2 separate regions of the Sus scrofa genome follow, and region 2 is linked to region 1. A link is a contact called in public HiChIP or PLAC-seq data. All regions are on one chromosome and are shown on one strand. The core of a region is the stretch at or near the end of the contact, and the rest is flanking DNA. Distances in the headings are between cores, read along the strand shown.

Region 1 (5,418 bases), core at 1,310-3,809:
TTTAGCTTAGGTGGGTTCCTTAGGGATAGGACCTAATCCCTAGGATAGGGCTAAGGGCAAATATTAAGAATCAACTTTCCCAGTTCCCTTAATTAATTAATCAATCAATTTATGCATGTATGCCACCCTTTGGCATAAAGAGTTCCTGGGCCGGGGATCTGATGCAAGCCACAGCTGTGACCTAAACGCCGGATCCTTAACCCACTGTGGTGGGCCAGGGATGGAAACTTTGTCCCAATCCCATTGTGCCACAGTGGGAACTCCCCAATTCCCTCATTTTAGAAGCAGAAACTGAAGCTCAAGAGAAATGAAATGACTTGCTCAAGGTACACTGTTCTTCTGGGGCAGCACAAGGCCTAGCACCCAGTTCTTCACTGGGCCTCTTCACGGCCCCAGGTGCCAGGTCCCCAGTGGGTAGGAAGAACTGGAGGAAAAAAAGTGGAAAGAAAGGGGACTGTTCCCTAAACGTCTTAGCTCAACTTTACAAATTTATTTTATTCAACTTGGAAATGAATACAAATCCCTGGGTTTTGTCTGTGTAGGGGTGGGGGGATGGGCAGGAGGGAGGAAGAAGGAAGCAGGCGTGGCGGCAGGGTTATGAGCATCACAGTGGCTGTCTCATGTCCACGTCCACGTCCCTGCCCGGGGAGGGGGGTGGTGGAGGTGGAGCAGGGAGCTCAGATCCGGAGGAACACCATGGTCAGGAGGCCTGGAGAGGGGAGAACAAAAGAGCAAGGTCGTATATGCAGCCGGGGGCCCTGGAGGCCCCCTTTCCAGTCCCGGCTCCCCCTCTCTGGGCCCACATCCTCTACCACCACCACTGTGCTCACCCAAGACGTAGGCTGCCACCAACTTCTGTCCCAGGGAGACGTGCAAGATTGGGGGCAGCTGGCTGCCAAGTTCATCCTGGAGCGGGAGCAGCAGGAAGGCCACCGAGACGATGCCCATCAGCAAGAAGAGGAGGAAGGAGCTGGTGGCCAGTTGCGGGTGGGGGTCTGGGAAACAAGGCCTGTCAGACGCTCCAGCCCGCACTCCTGCCCAGCCCAAGGTCCTACAGGGAGGAGGCTGAAGATGGAAGGTGTACCTACTTTTCGTTGGACACTGGAAGTGTCCTCTCCTCCCTGGAGCCTCTGTCCCCACAGCCACAAGACACCCTCTCCCCTTTGGTCCCTCATCATTCTTCCTCTCTCTTCACTCTGTCTTGAATACTGGCCCTGCTTACTGGTCTATCGGGCAGAGACCCCTGTCTCCCACACATACACAACTTGGGACGGCAGGAGTTGCTCAACCTACGCTTCTTATTGAACTGAACTTGGCTGATACATGATGGGAAGTACTGAAGTCAGAGCTAAGGGAAACATTTTTTCCCCCTCAGTGGAAGCCAGAAACCAACCTGATGTAAAATCTCAACTCCTAGGTAGGTTTCCACCAAAAAGCAAAAGACTGAACCGGAGGCCTCTTCACCTCCAACTGAGCTCATCTCTAAGATCATGCTAGGTCCTCCCTCCCTACAGAACTCTCAGAATTCCCATCCCCAAACTCACTCTCTGGGAAGTGTTGGGCCGAGGGTGGAGCGGTCCAGGAAGGGGGCCCTGGGTGGGGCGTTGGGTCAGGCTGTCCCTGAAGCTCAGGGGGGTACGTTGGGGCCCTCAGAACTGAGGTGATGTCCTTGCGCCCCACCACTCGGCCCTCTGTTCCTTCCTCAGACAGCTCAATGCGGAAGCGGTCCTGGACGTCATAGTGGCTGGGATTGGGGGCCACGTGGCGAATCACACTGGTCTCAAGAAAGGAGAGAGGCCCATTGAGGGGCCGTGATCCAAGTGGATCCAGGCCCCACCCTCCCAGGAAACTTTCCCTTAGGGACGCAGACAGAGGGGTGGGTAAAACAGATTGAAGAGGACAAGGTCTGGGACCTAAGGCCAAAGCACAGTAAATCAGAGAACTATTCTGGCAGCAACCCCTGGCTTTCATCAGCCTCTCGACCCCTCCCCTCCCAACTCACATGTCAATGCAGGATTGAGGCTTCACATATCCTTCCGCGTCAAACACTGTGTATTTGGCAGGTGCTGTGCACAGAACTGGAGGAAGAAAGCACAGAGAATGATTATTGCTTCAGGGACCCTGTACAAGCCCCGCCCATGGAGCGCCTTTGCCTCCTACCCCGCCCCCCCACCTCCGATCATCCATTCTGCCTAGGCTGGACATACGACCGTACTCATCTGACTGCTCAATCCATACAGCTCCCCAATTTTCTTCTGCCAGTCCCCAGATCCTAGCGCGAGACGCCCATCCCCTTCACCTCGGAAGCGAAGCACTGCTCCCGTGGGGTTATAGAGGGTCAGCAACTGCCGGGGGCCGCTCCGCTGGTCCGCCCTGAATACTAGATCCGGGGGAAAGACGAGGACCGGGACAACAGGTCCCGAGGGAGCAGGGGCGCCCCGGGACCCCCGCCCAGGAGCCCCCGAACCCACCAGCTCCTGGTCCTGGGGCGCCCCACGGCGCATGCAAGCTCTGGGCGGTGGAACATCCGAGGGCAGAGTTCAGGGGACGGGCCTGGAGGATAGAGCTGAGGGGCGAGAGGGGTGAAACGGAACGGGATGAGACCGTAGGGCAGGGCCTGGACTGATGCTGCCGCCGCCTCGGAATCCCGCTAGATGAGGCCCCAGAAGACAGGCCCAGCCCCCCCAAACCCTTCCCCTCTCCAGCTCTGCCTTGGGTCCCCTTAGGCCCCGCCCCCAAGCTCTACCTCGAGGGTCACGCCCACCTCGTAAACCCTGCCCCTCCCAGCTCCCTGCCGGGGCCCTTGTCTTCAGTCCGGGTTCCTGATCTCCATAAGCCCCGCCCCACTCTGCAGCATGCCCCGCCCCTTCCGGGCGTCCCTGGGCACTTGCCCAGTCTGCCCCCCCAAGACTCTACTTGCCGCAGCCGCCTCTTCCGGGGCTGTCCTTTCCGTCTTCTGTTTTCCCGAGACCTGTATTTGTGCCTCCGACCCCTCCCTGAGCTCAAGCCGACGCTTATTCGGACTTCCGCCTCCGAATGGCCGCTCTTGCTATGAAGCTCGCCTTCTGGTCACAGCACCTGCCAATCAGCTTTTGGCTGTACTAGGGCTGCCATCTTCCGGAGAGACCGTTTCACTCTTCCGCCGTACGGGCTCTGTCATTGGCCAGCGCCGCCTGGTTTCAGCCGTAAGTGCGCCCATCGGTGCACGTAAAGAGGTGATTGGCTTCATCCTAGTGACGTAAAACTTTACGAGCGTCTCTAGAATGCTAACCCTGGCATAAGCGGGGGTGGGGACCCGGGCGGGGCTGGGAATGGGTCTTTGTTCCTTCTCCCCACTCTGAGCCCGTCCGAATCACTAGAATTTACCTCCCACGAGAGAGCCCTCTTTCTCTACTATCCCAGGTCCTCCTAGAAGCCTTCGCAGCAACAAAAACCGTTTGCTACAGAACTAGTTGGAAGTAGCTCCCAGTTGGACTGGGATCTCAGCCCAAGGTTCTTCTGATTCCTTCCTGCACGGAACTCACTCGGAAATCACTTATATTTGCTACTTGCTGAATTAAGAGTCAGCCTTGCTACTTACGTCATCCCACCGAATCTTCAACTCCCTTCGCAGAGGAGGAAACAGCTTCAACAAGGTGAAGAATCTTGCCCCAGGCCACACCTTTGGTTAGCAGCAGTGGAGCAAAACAAAGTTATCTTATCTGAAACCCTTCTCTGAGCGCCCTATCAAATGTAGAATCTCCCTTTGCCTGTCCTTTTGTCACGCTTTTGTTTTCTTCACAGCACTCATAGAGCTACTTGATAGCATGTTTTAGTTTATCGCTGCTCCTGTAGAATGTACCTTGCTCTCTACAACAGTAGGGACTTTGTTTTGTTTTATTTTCAGCACCTAAAACATGTGGAGTGAACAATGAATGAGTGACTAGGATGAGCTTGAGCAGAGGTCTGATTGAAGTTTGGAAGCACGACACATGTCTGTGGAAGAGAATTCCAGATGGAACTGCAAAGGCAAACGCCGGAAGTAAATGTGTACTAGATAGAAATGGTCAAGGAACCAGTATGGCTGGAACAGAGGTTTTAAGGGAGACAGTACTCAGCGTTGAGATGAGGTGGAAGGAGGGATGCTGATCACCTAGAGCCTTAGGGCCCACGGTAAGACAGACTGATGGGAAACTATGGGAGAGTTTTCTTGTTATTTTATTTATTTTATTTTGTCTCTTTTGTCCTTTTTAGGGCCGCACCCGCGGCATATGGGGTTTCCCTGGTTAGGGGTCTAATCGGAGCTGTTGCTGCCGGCCTACGCCAGAGCCACAGCAACGCCAGATCCAAGCCGGGACTGCGACCTACACCACAGCTCACGGAACGCCAGATGGTTAACCCACTGAGCAAGGCCAGGGATCGAACCCGCAACCTCATGGTTCCTAGTCGGATTAATTTTCCCCTGTGCCACGAGGAGAACTCCGAGTTTTTGTTTTTTGTTTTTGTCTTTGTCTTTTTTTTTAGGGCTGCACCCATGGCATAGGGAGGTTCCCAGGCTAGGGGTCTAATTGGAGCTGTAGCCACCGGATTCGTTTCCGCTGTGCCACGAAAAACTTTATTTAGGAGTTCCTGTCGTGGCGCAGCGGAAACGAATCCGACTAGGAACCATGAGGTTGCGGGTTCGATCCCTTCTTGCTGTGAGCTGTGGTGTAGGTCGCAGATGCGGCTCAGTTCAGGCATTGCTCTGGCTGTGGTGTAGGTTGGCAGCAAGAGCTCTGATTGGACTCCTAGCCAGGGAACCTCCATGTGCCGTGGGTGTGGCCCCCCTGCTTCAAAAAAAAAAAAAAAAGGAACAGCCCTTCCTAAATAAAACAACTAAAAAAAAAACTAGATATCCTTAACATAAAAATTCTGTGTACGTGTGTGTATGTATGTGTATCCAGGGCCAGGGATTGAACCATCACCACAGCAATGACCACAGCAACAGCAGTGACAATGCCGGATAATTAACTTGCTGAGCCACCAGGGAACTCCAAAAATTGTATAATTTAAGGTGTACAATTTGATGTTTTGATATATGTATACATTGTGAGAAGATTATCAAGCTAATTTACATATCCATTACCTTTGCATAGTTACCATTTTTGTGTGTTTGTATGTGTGTGTTAGGAATATGGGAGGATTTTGAGCAAAGGGGTGACAAGATTTGACTTACATTCTTCTGTATGGTAACTGTGGAGGTTTTTTTTTTTTTTTTTTTTTTTCCTGTCCTTTTAGGGCTGCACCTGCAGCATATGGAAGTTCCCAGGCAAGGGGTCGAACTGGAGCTGCAGCTGTGGCCCTACAGCAATGCCAAATCTGCTGGATCTGAACCACATCTACAACCTACACTCCAGCTTGCAGTAACACCAGATCCTTAACCCACTGAGCCAGGGATTG
Region 2 (5,418 bases), core at 1,012-3,511, 37 kb after region 1:
TCCAGCTTCTTGGGGAACCTCCTCCCAAAGATTTCCCAGGCGGCACAGCTGAAAGGGGCGGAGTGGGCACCAGGCCCCAAGAAGCAGCTTAGCAAGCCTCTGCGGGTCACACCTCCTAGGGGACATCTCTGCTTTAGAGCCTCTCCGTCTCAGGGAAGGGGTCTGTGGGGTTGAGGGGCGTGGGCAGGAAAGCACTCTTAACTTTGCCCTGTTTTCTCCCGCCGTCTCCGTCTGTCAGTTAAACCAGACGGGGTTGCCAGGGTCTCCTCCCTCGGGCCTCCCCAGAGTTCTGGAACTCTATGCGGGCGTAGCTGTGCGGGCCGTGCCTGGCCCCGGGGGCGTTGCCTCCCGCCTCCAGGGGAGGGACCAGGTCCAGGTCGACGTAGTTGAGGCAGCTGGCGGGGGTTTCGGGTGTGGCTACGTGGTCCGAGTACTCGATGCACACGTACTCCCCGGCCAGCTCTGACGGCGGCTGCAAGCAGGGCTGAGCCCCTGTGGGGCCCCAGCTGCCTCCGACGCGCAGAGGAGGGCTTTGGAGCCCCGTTTCAGGCTCCCCGGCCCCAGGCCTGTAGGAACCGGGCAAAGAGCTCAAGAAAAGGGACCGTGGTGCACAGCGGCTCATGGACACGTATTCAGAGTGCCCGCCATCCAGAGGTGGCTGATGGGGAGCGGCTTTGGCCGAGGCAGGGAGGCCCAGGGGCGCCATCACCACGTAGCTGCTGGCTTGCCCGTCTCCCATGGGCACGTAGTCTCTCCTGGCTCCCATGGTTATGTAGCCCCCGCCCCGCCCCAACCCCTCAGGCTGTGAGGCCGCTGCCCCCAGCATCGCCAGCGTCTTAGGGGTTGCTTGCTCGCTCCTCTCACTAGGGCACCCCAGACGGTTCAGGCTGCCTGACTGAGCCGCAGAGGCTGGGGTCTCAGAGGGTCTGGGGGCCCTCGTCGGGGGCTTTCTTGGCAGTGGCTCAGTCCTGCCACTAGCACCAGTGTCCCCGATTCGCTTCATGGCGGCCAGGACAGTCTCGTGAATGCTTTGGGCCATCACAGCATCGGGCGCCTGTAGCCACAGCTCCCCGGGACCTGTGGGTGCTGAGCGCCCGAGCTCCAGGAAGAAGAAAGAGTCTGCGTGACCACAGCGGCGCACGCTGAGCAGGGACAGGCGCAGGGCTGGGGGCGGAGGTGCCTGGGTGGCCCTGGAGCTTCTGCCCCTGGGCTTCCGCAGCAGGCTCAGTACCCCGGAACCCAGGCACAAGCAGTAGCCGCCGCTGCCCAGGCCTCGTGTCTGCCCCAGCCCCTTGGGCCGCAGCGTCACGGGCCAGATGTCCTGAAACGGAGCGAGCATCCAGGCCTCGGGGTCCTCGTGGGAGCTGGGCCCTGGAGAGACAACAGGCGGGTCACAGAGCTTCTGGGCCGGGAGCTTGGAGTCAGTGTGCCCCGGGGACTGACAACGCGTAAACGCTTCATTTTGGATTGGATTTCGGAGACCTGGGGGAGGGACAGCCTACGGATAAGCCAAATCCACGATCACCCCCCCCACCCTCCCACCCTGGGCTTGGGCCTCACCGGCGGCGGCGCGCGCCTCAAGCAGGGCGCTGTACCACGCCTGCTGCTCCGCCTCGCTGGCCGCCGCCACGCCCAGGCTGCGGTCGGCGGTGAAGAGGAAGATCAGGTGGCGCTGGCGCGCGTCCACGCGCTTGCTGATGGTGCACGCGCCCGTCAGGCTCACGCTGAGCTTGGGAGCCGCTCGGCCGGCGTGGAACTTCTTCTCGCTCTCGTAACACTCGAGGCGCGGCGGGTCCGCGCGGAGCACGAAGAAGCGGCGGTGCTGGGACTTGTGCTTCCGAAGGTGGCCGCAGAGCCGCACGTCAGCCGGGCAGGCCCAGGGCGACAGCGGACCCAGGGCCACGTCGGCCGACTCAGACTCCGGGGCCGTCGTGGGGCTGCCGCCGCCGCCGCCTCTGGGCTTCATCCTGGGCCAAAGGCGACCAAGTGGCCGGAGCAGGAGCGGAGACGGCTGGGAAGAGGCTCGCCGAGGTGGGGTTCTAGAGGTAGCGGTCCCGGGGGAGGGGGCAGCGTCCTGACAGGCTGCCACTGCCTTAATGCCCGGCGTCTCTCTCCCCCGCTCCCGACTTGAAGTTTGGGGCAGGGGGTCTGCAGTGGCCCCTCGCTGCGCGCAGCGTGTGACCCAGTGACTGCTCGACGGCCTGAGACACCCGAGGCTCCGCCGGGCTCGGAGCCTCAACCCAGTGGCCTCCCGCCGCCTCCTCTCCCCTCCCTCCCAACGCCGACTGCGCCCAAGTCCCCACCCCCGCGAGGTTAACCCTCACGCGCCCCGGAGCTGGACTCCGCGCGGTGGGCGTGGAGTTTGAGTTGCCGAGTGCGGGAGAGGCGGCCTCGGCCTGGGCTGGTGCCGGGGCGGGGAGGTGTTGGGGGCGTCTCTTCTGACCCGACCTGAGCGCGGAGAAAGCTGTGAGGTGAAGAGAGTGTGCGTGGAGCTACGTCCGTGGTGACCGCTGGCGGCCTCGTCCGCAGTCCTGGAGGTAAGGGGGCTGCTAAGCCGGCTGCCTTTACAGCGGGACCCCCTTCCGGCTCTAGGCCGCCAGCACCCGTGTCCCCTGCCTCCCCGGTCCCGCTCAGAATGGTTCTGTTCTCTTCCTTTCCAAGTAATCCTAGGAGCCAGGGCCGCCGAGCACTGGGCTAAGTTGACCTCGGTGGAGCTGGAGGTTCAGGTTCTCTGCAGGGTTGGGGTGACAGGAGGTGTCTTCATGGGGGTACCCTTTGCCCCCTTGCATCCCAAGAAGTTTGAAATGGGGTTGGGATTCAGGCACTTTTACATCCATTTCTTTTTTCCCCTTTTTCAGCCACACCTGCCACCTATGAAGGTTCCTGGGACAGGAATCAAATCCGAGCCTCAGCTGCGACCCGTGCCATAGCAGGAACGCCCTACACCCGCCTCTGATCCTTCCAAGGACCACCTGCTGACGGCGGGGGCCATGGCGCTGGTCAGTGTACACTCTGCAAGACAAACCACGGGTTGACAGGTGGGCCTTAGAGGACCTTATGATATCCCTGTCCTGGCAAGCAGGATACCTGAAGGGCCCTGGGGGAGCTGAGGGTTGGGGAGGGGAAGGGGGCAGCTGTGGCCCCAGTTAAAGATGGTATTTGGGGGAGGAGTGCCTTCAGGTGAGGAAGGAGCTGTAACAGGAGTACTGAAGCAAGGCCATCTGGTTCGTTTTCATAGACTAGTTCAAGGGTCAGGAAAGCCCAAGCAGGGCTGGCGGGGCTTCCCACCCAGGCCTTGGAGGAAGGAGCTGGGATACCAGAGGAGCCAATGGTTTAGTGGACAGGGAGGCTGGCATCCTCGAACATCCTTTACAGGTCATGTTGCAAGCATGATGCAGGGCACTGCCTGGCATTGTGAGGATGGGCATCTGGCCAGCAGGCAGGTGGTACCCAGTGCCTACTCCAGGTGCCTCTCAGGTCAGCCAGCGCCTCTCTAAGGTGCGGGAGAGGTGCTGGCAGCTCACGTGGTACATGGGGGGGCCTGTGGCAGCCTCCACCATCAATAGGTGTTGGCCAGGGAGAGGCAGATATGTCATAGATCCTTAAGCTGACACCAGGACATAAGTATGTCCCCGGCCATCGCCTCCAGTGTAGCCTTGACATATGCACCATGTGCGAAGTGGCAGGAACACAAAAGACATCTGCTGGCCCCTCCCTTTCCTAGTCTTGGTGCTGCCCTAAGGAGCAGGGCACCCATGGAGCCCACGTGCCTGCTGTGCTCCTGGCTGGAGCCTTCCTCCCCAGGCTTGATTTGAAGCTACCCACAGGAGGGCTCTTCACAGCCACTCCTTCCTGCTCCCATCATCCAGTCCCCCTTGCAGCAGTCCAGTGCTTGTGAAATCACAGCCACTGTCACAGAGACCAGCCTAGACCGCCTCGCGTCTTTGACTCTCTAAGTGCTGGGTACATATAAAGCAGGAAGCAGCAGGGATCCCAGTGCCTGGGTCCTGGGCGGGTGGTCGAGTGGGTTGGTAATCAGTGCCAGGTGATTTAGCTTGCTGGGTACCAGGAAGAGCCTGGAGCCCAACAACTGACCTCATCAGTTGCCCTGGCAACAGTATTGCCCTTGGCTCTACCCAGACAAGATTTATTTTAGCCTGTTGCCCTGGTAACTAGGGTTGCTCCCTAGGGACAGGAAGTTGCAGAACCTCAGCTCTGCTGGGTGAGAGCACCTCCCCCAACCTGAGGGGCTCCACCTGCGTGTCCCTGCCGGGCGCAGGTGCAGCGCGCCCTTGGGGCGAGATCTCCGCATTCCAAGTGCCTGCGGGAGACTTGTTACCAAAGAGGCACCTACAGGGAGGAGACTGGGGCACTAAGGCCAGGATCTTCTCCTGTGGCCCTCTCTCCTCCATCCCAAGTTGTCACTCCTCTGTGGAGGGGGACTCAGGGACAGTGCCATCCCCTTCTTCATCCCCCCTCTCCCCCCCCCCCCCCCCGCCGCATGGCTACCAGGTTCCACTGTGGAGAGAATGGAGAGCTTGACAGAGGTCCTGGGGACCAGCTCCTGCTTCTTCATCCACAGAGGCAGCTGTTGGGGACCCGCTGAAGGCTGGGCTCAAATCAGAAGACTGTTGCCTGCGGGGTACGGTCACAGCCTTGGCCATGGGGACATGAGGACTTGGTCAGAAGCCTGGTGGCAGTGCAGGTGTCCTTCCAGTCTCACAGTGTGGGTCCCAATTTGTAATCACCAGGCAGGGTCTGCAAGGAGGCCCTGGAGGCCGCAGGGCAGGGGGAAGACAGCCTGTCATTTGGACATTTCCTTGCAGGCCGGGGATTTTTCCATCCTTGCTGCCTGCCTGGAGGAAGGGTGCCCAGAGGCTGCTGCAGTCCTGGTGTCAGCCTATTCCCTAGGGAACTCTTGCTTTGTCTGCCCTGGAGTCGGAGGCTGACCCAGCGTAACTTCAACTTCGCTGCCCGATCACCCTGCCCTGGCCAGTGAGCTGGCTGGGGTCCATGTAGGACACAGTGACTGGGAGGCGTGGAGGGGGGACTGCAGGGAGGTCCCTGGGTTCAGGCACCAAGCAGTCCAAGATCCCTGGGAAACAGCAGGCATGTGACTGAAACACACAGTACGAGGCACTGCAGCGCCTGGTCCTTTAAATCTCACATCCAAACCTCAGAGTTTGAGGTTAGGAATGGTGGGGGCGGGGGCACAAGAAGAAAAGACCACAGAGATTTCAGCTTCCCTCCCTCCCTGGCTCTGGGCAGAGAATGGGAAACAGGTAACAGGTGGAGGGGCCAGAACATGAAACACCCAGGGGAAAACAGATGGTGGTCCAGCCACCCTGGGGGCGCCACCAGGAGATGGGAGGAGGGTAGAGCCTGGAGAACAGGAACAGGACAGGCTGGGGCCTGAGC

The links. HiChIP or PLAC-seq counts read pairs in DNA pulled down with a chosen protein or histone mark.
Region 2: a contact with region 1 is called in an H3K27ac HiChIP or PLAC-seq map of alveolar macrophages. The contact joins the promoter of LOC100515824 here to the promoter of MOSPD3 in region 1. A contact is called at or near these places in 2 of 2 datasets of contacts at active chromatin or transcription factors (alveolar macrophages and skeletal muscle).

Annotation. Positions count from the first base shown.
Region 1 is chr3:8,528,886-8,534,303 of Sscrofa11.1, reverse strand. It overlaps MOSPD3 (motile sperm domain containing 3), which reads right to left and starts at 2,559. Exons shown (of 5, transcript NM_001195356.1): 1 at 2,300-2,559; 2 at 2,003-2,078; 3 at 1,545-1,774; 4 at 831-995; 5 at 476-709. The coding sequence starts at 2,504. The coding sequence ends at 678.
Region 2 is chr3:8,491,379-8,496,796 of Sscrofa11.1, reverse strand. It overlaps LOC100515824 (insulin receptor substrate 1-like), which reads right to left and starts at 2,261. Exons shown (of 2, transcript XM_013995453.2): 1 at 1,561-2,261; 2 at 1-1,371. The coding sequence starts at 1,966. The coding sequence ends at 239. It overlaps LOC106509647 (a long non-coding RNA gene), which reads left to right and starts at 1,635. Exons shown (of 7, transcript XR_002342293.1): 1 at 1,635-2,537; 2 at 2,859-3,038; 3 at 4,513-4,642.